Linked DNA regions of Capra hircus: region 1 is linked to region 2. Evidence: chromatin contacts called from public Hi-C data. All regions are on one chromosome and are shown on one strand. The core of a region is the stretch at or near the end of the contact, and the rest is flanking DNA. Distances in the headings are between cores, read along the strand shown.

Evidence for each region. A called contact is a pair of places that touch in the nucleus more often than the background predicts.
Region 1: a contact with region 2 is called in a Hi-C map of liver, with 7 times the contacts expected there. The contact joins the promoter of NPBWR1 here to the enhancer-like site in region 2. A contact is called at or near these places in 3 of 5 Hi-C or Micro-C datasets (blood and liver).

What each region holds. Positions count from the first base shown.
Region 1 is chr14:60,446,417-60,449,116 of ARS1.2, reverse strand. It overlaps NPBWR1 (neuropeptides B/W receptor type 1), which reads left to right and starts at 1,401. Exons shown (of 1, transcript XM_018058126.1): 1 at 1,401-2,396. The coding sequence starts at 1,401. The coding sequence ends at 2,396.
Region 2 is chr14:60,029,223-60,031,922 of ARS1.2, reverse strand. No RefSeq gene overlaps it. Among named protein-coding and RNA genes, the nearest start is that of MRPL15, 10 kb to the left of the region's middle. Within about 2 kb of position 1,347, at least 1 of the 5 cell types and tissues checked has an H3K27ac peak or open chromatin away from gene starts, as enhancers often do.

The DNA of each region.
Region 1 (2,700 bases), core at 152-2,651, 420 kb before region 2:
ACCAAGGCATCACAAAGGGCCAAACATGCATGTTACTCGGACTCTTGCTCCTGTGAAAGGGAGACTTATCCCAGGGACGCAGGACAGACTCCTGAGCTGGAATTTGCTGGCTCTCCCAAAGGATGGTGGAGGAAGAAAACAGGAATTTTTTTAAAAACTTTTAGAAAATGTTTAAATTTTTTTGTGTTTCTTAAATGTTTTGTTTACTGCTTTAAATGTAGCTTTCTAAAACTGCGGTGAGCATTTTCTGTAGCATTCAATATATTTTTTTATTTTACGGGGCCTCCCAGAGGACTCAGTGGTAAAGAATCCACCTGCCATTGCTGGAGACCCAGGTTCCATCCTTGGGTCGGGAAGATCCCCTGGAGGAGCGAATGGCAACCCACTCCAGTATTCTTGCCTGGAGAATCCCATGGACAGAGGAGCCTGGCGGCTACAGTTATGGGGTCGCACTGAGTCCGCCCGATTTAGCGACTAAACAACAATAAATTGGGGGTAGAGTGTAAAAAAAAAAAAAACTGGAATGGGAGCCTCGACTACATTGCTCTCCTTTTAAAACAGACTCTAACTTTGCTTTTCTTTCATTTAAGTCTTAACAGAAGAGTTTTTCATTAATTCAAACAGAGTGAGGTCACACTCCTGGAAGGAAGAAAGTGATTCCTTAAGTTTCGGGTAATGCGATTCTCGGTTCGAGACCTATTCTGCTTGAGGTTGAGCGCTAGGGGCGGCGGTCTGATCTCCAGGGAACGCAGTCTGGGTTGCACCAGCCCACGGCTGCCAGGCGCGAGGCGGGACCCGCGGAGGCTCCGGCGGACGCCTCGGGGTTCACACCGGGAGGGGGCGCGCAGCCCGCCCGCGCTGCCGCTGCCTCTCCGGCCAGCTCGCGGAGACGCAGACCCGGTCCCCGCATCGGCCGGGTGAGCCAGCGGCTGTCGTTGGGCGCGCTGCTCCCCGGGGCGCACGGAACCTCGTGGGACGCAAGCTGGCCTCTGCAGGACTCTCTGGGCTGACTCGGACCTCCGGGGGCGGGGTGGGAGCTCAGGTAGGGGAAGTGGGTTTGTGTTTTTCCTGTAAAAGGTAAGGACTCTTCTCTCTAGCACTTCCTTGATGTAGCCAACGGGTCAGAGGAAGATTTCAACAGGTGGCCGAGAGCGATCACGTGGTGCAGGTTGGGAGCCGGCCGCCCCCTCCCTTCGGAACTGCTCTTCTCCGCAGAGCTGCGCGGGTGCCCTCCGTCCATTCCGCCTCGCAGCCCCGCGGCGCTGGTGCGCGGAGAGGGCGGCGGGAACGGGCCTCCCCTGGAAGGCCGGAGACTAGCTCGGAGCGCGGGTCGGGTCCCCGGGACCGCAGAGCCCCCGCGGGGCAGCGGCGGCGAAGACTGAGTCTCTGTCCTCTCCAGGATGCACAACGCGTCGTACTGGGGGCCGGACCGCGCCAACACGTCGTGCCCGGCGCCCGCACCCACGCTCGTCTGCCCCAACGCGTCCGGGCCGCCGCAGCCGCTGCCGCCGCCGCTGGCCGTGGCCGTGCCCGTTGTGTACGCGGTGATCTGCGCCGTGGGACTGGCGGGCAACTCGGCGGTGCTGTTCGTGCTCCTGCGGGCGCCGCGCAGGAAGACCGTCACCAACCTGTTCATCCTCAACCTGGCCGTGGCCGACGAGCTCTTCACGCTCGTGCTGCCTGTCAACATCGCTGACTTTCTGCTGCAGCGCTGGCCCTTCGGGGAACTCCTATGCAAGCTCGTCGTGGCCGTCGACCAGTACAACACCTTCTCCAGCCTCTATTTCCTCACGGTCATGAGCGCCGACCGCTACCTGGTGGTGCTGGCCACCGCCGAGTCGCGCCGGGTGGCCGGCCGCACGTACGGCGCCGCGCGCGCGGTGAGCCTGGCCGTCTGGGGGGTCGCGACCCTGGTGGTGCTGCCCTTCGCGGTGTTCGCGCGGCTCGACGAGGAGCAGGGCCGGCGCCAGTGCGTGCTGGTCTTCCCGCAGCCCGAGGCCTTGTGGTGGCGCGCGAGCCGCCTGTACACGCTGGTGCTCGGCTTCGCCATCCCAGTGTCCACCATCTGCGTCCTCTACACCTCGCTGCTGTGCCGGCTGCGCGCCATACGCCTCGACAGCCACGCCAAGGCCCTGGACCGCGCCAAGAAGCGGGTGACCGTCCTTGTAGTGACCATCCTGGCCGTGTGCCTCCTCTGCTGGACGCCCTACCACCTGAGCACCGTGGTGGCGCTCACCACCGACCTCCCGCAGACGCCGCTGGTCATCGCCGTGTCCTACTTCATCACCAGCCTGAGCTACGCCAACAGCTGCCTCAACCCTTTCCTCTACGCCTTCCTGGACGACAGCTTCCGCCGGAGCCTCCGCCAGCTGCTGGCATGCCGCGCCGCCTCCTGAGCCCGACAGAGAGGAGCCGGCGTTCGGGGTCTCTCAGGGTGGTTCCCGACCCGCGCCAGCCCCGCAACCCCTCTCCCAGCTTGCTAGAGATGCGGATTCTTGGGCCTGTCCCGGGACCTCCGGCCTCGGAAGCTCTGTGGCTGCGCGCGCAATATGAATTTGCCGAGGCCTCGGGGTGCTGCGGGAGCGCGCGGAGCTTGGGGACTGCTGTGGCTGACAGCGCACAGACGGCTGCCTAATGCCAAAGGGCACCGAGGCAACCCCTAAGCTTGACACAGGAGAGGAGGAAGGGGGTCGTGATGCT
Region 2 (2,700 bases), core at 98-2,597:
GCCTGTAGAATCCCATGGACAGAGGAGCCTGGCCGGATACTGGTATTGACCAAACTTGGGGTCATGGGATCGCAGAGTCGGACAGGACTGAGTGACTAACAAGCCGTTCACACAGGGTGCATTAGATAAGTCCCTTCGCCTGCCTGGCTGAAGTGTAGTGATACCTACTGTTTGTAGCACAGGCTCAAATACCATGATGACTGAGTTGTCTTGGGCTGAGGAAGGCTTCTATGACCTCAACCTTTTGTGCAGAAATGAACTTCCTTACATTTAAGCACATCCTGTCCTGTGTCCATCTGGAGTGGACCACTTGTCTCTGCAGAGTGGACCTCGCTGTAGGTGGGCTACTACCACCACCCACCCCCACCCCCTGGCTGTGCTGCCGGAGCTTGGCTTGTGATTCAGTTCACAGCCGTGTTGGAGGGGCCCCAACAGGCAGTTCTTCAGGAGACGTGAAGGGAGGAGGTAATCACGGGCAAGTGGACGATGGGATCTCAGCTTCCAGCCCCAGGAAGTACTCAAGAGGCCCTTAGAGTGTCCCCTGCACCCAGTAAATGACTCAGCTACCCGGAGCCACAGTGAGAGTGGAGGAGGAGGCGGGCAGACACCAGACTTGCTGAAGCTGGTGGTCGCGGGCCCTCCAGGTGGAGGGAAGTCAGGAGAGAACGATAAAGGGAAGAATGAAAACAGGAAACAGGTGCCCGGTGATGCGTCATGCTGCGGAGCACTTGCTCGGGGCGAGGGGCTTAGTCACAAACAGCTGTATCCTGGCCTTAATCTCGTAGTCCTGCAGCTCATTCTCAGCCAGCGCAGGCACGTTCCACAGAGTCTGTCCACTCTGCTCTCATCCGGGTCAGCACAGAGACTGGAGCCGCGTTATGTAACAGTGCCCTGTGCCAGGTCATTTCCAAGGCAGCAGATCTAAGTAGGAAAGCCACATGCCCTCCGTCTACATCCCAGTCCTGCCTGGTGTGACTTAAGCCTGTTCTCACCGGACGTGGCCTGTGCGTGTCTGCAGAGAAGTCTTCAGTTATATGGGTTAGAGAAGATCTTTTAGTGCCTGAAAGTAATTACTGTGGATTGCTTTGGCTTATTTTCCTTTTCTTTGGCCATGCCTCTTGGCATGGGGGTTCTTAGTTCCCCGACCAGAGGTCGAACCCACACCCCTTGGCAGTGAGAGCGTGGAGTCCTAACCACTGGCGCGTCAGGGCTTTCCCCTTTTCCTCTTTTAATGCCCCTTTGTCCTTCGGGTTGCGGGTAGACTGCAGTGGCAGAGCAAGCGTCCGACTGCAGCCCCTGAGTATGTGTCAGAGCAAAGCGCACTCCCTGGCGTCAGTGAGCGTAGACCCTGTGCTGTGTCGGGGGATTGGCTATGGCGTGCATGGCGCAGCCTTACGTCTGTGAGCCTCGGTGCTGATCTAGGCTTTCATGGAAGCCAGCTGACCCGGGGCGCATCCTCTAACTGCAGCACCCCCTCCTTCTGTCCCCTTCTGTGGCCAGGGACTCACTGGGTTACCTGGGCAGGAGACTCACCCGGTCACCTGGGCAGAGGCTCCAGGCGTGGAGGCCAGTGTGCAAACTGGTCAGGAGAATTTTCCTGGGCTCAGAATCTAGTGCTAGTTATGTGACCGCTGCTTAATCTCTCTGAGCCTCCACTTCACCATCTGAAAAATGCGGGATAATGACAGAGCCTAACATATCCGGTGATGATGGGAACTGAGAGAAATCAGCGTGTGAAGCACTTCCCACTGCGCCTGGCACAGAAGTGCCTCTTAAGTGTTCATGAATTAAGCATCTAACGTGGCCCACCTCTTATGTGATTGTTTATTGTTCAGTCACTCAGTCAGGTCCAACTCTTGCAATGCCTTGGACTGTAGCCCACGAGGCTCCTCTGTCCATGGGATTTTCCAAGCAAGAATACTGGAGTGGGTTGCCATCTCCTTCTCCAGGGTATCTTCCTGACCCAGGGATCGAACCTTCATCTCCTGAATTGCAGACAGATTCTTTACCTCTGAGGTTCTGGGGAAGCCCTGTGTATATCTTTTGGTTTTATAAGCATCAAAGTGATTTTAATTTCTTTTATATAAATATGTTACTTAGTCATTCACTTCACCAGGGGATCTTCCTGACCTGCTCACTTGGCCAAAGGGCAGAGATCAGACTGCACTTGACCTTCTAACCCATGCTGCTCCGTGCTGGTCACCACAGAGGATGTATTGACACTTGAGTTTCCCCAGACGCGAAATGGGAAACACATTTACTGTGCAGAGCAGTTGTCAGCATTTCTGGCTCAGGATTTAAGTTCCTTGTGAAGTACAAAATAACCTGGGTACTGTTGGAAGACATCAAGAAATACTAGGTTTTGCCTTCTGATCTCTTATCTCGTAAATAAATTTGAATGCTACTAGTCTAGGTTTTATGAGGTTGCATTTTTTAAATAATTACTTTCACATTGAAAGCATTTTAAAAGGTTTTTAAAGAGGAAGTTTTTCTGTTTGTTTTAGTGAGCTCTAGACGCTTGCATCTTTCAAAGAATAAATCTTTTTGAGACCAAAAGGCAAAACCTGGTGGGTTAAGTGGGTTGGGATAAGACGTCTGTCATCCACTAAGCCTAAGCCCCAGTGCACGCTTTCGTCAGAGAGCCTGGCAGCGCTCACTGCTCTGAATCAATCACAGAAGTAGCCATGATCTTGCTAATCC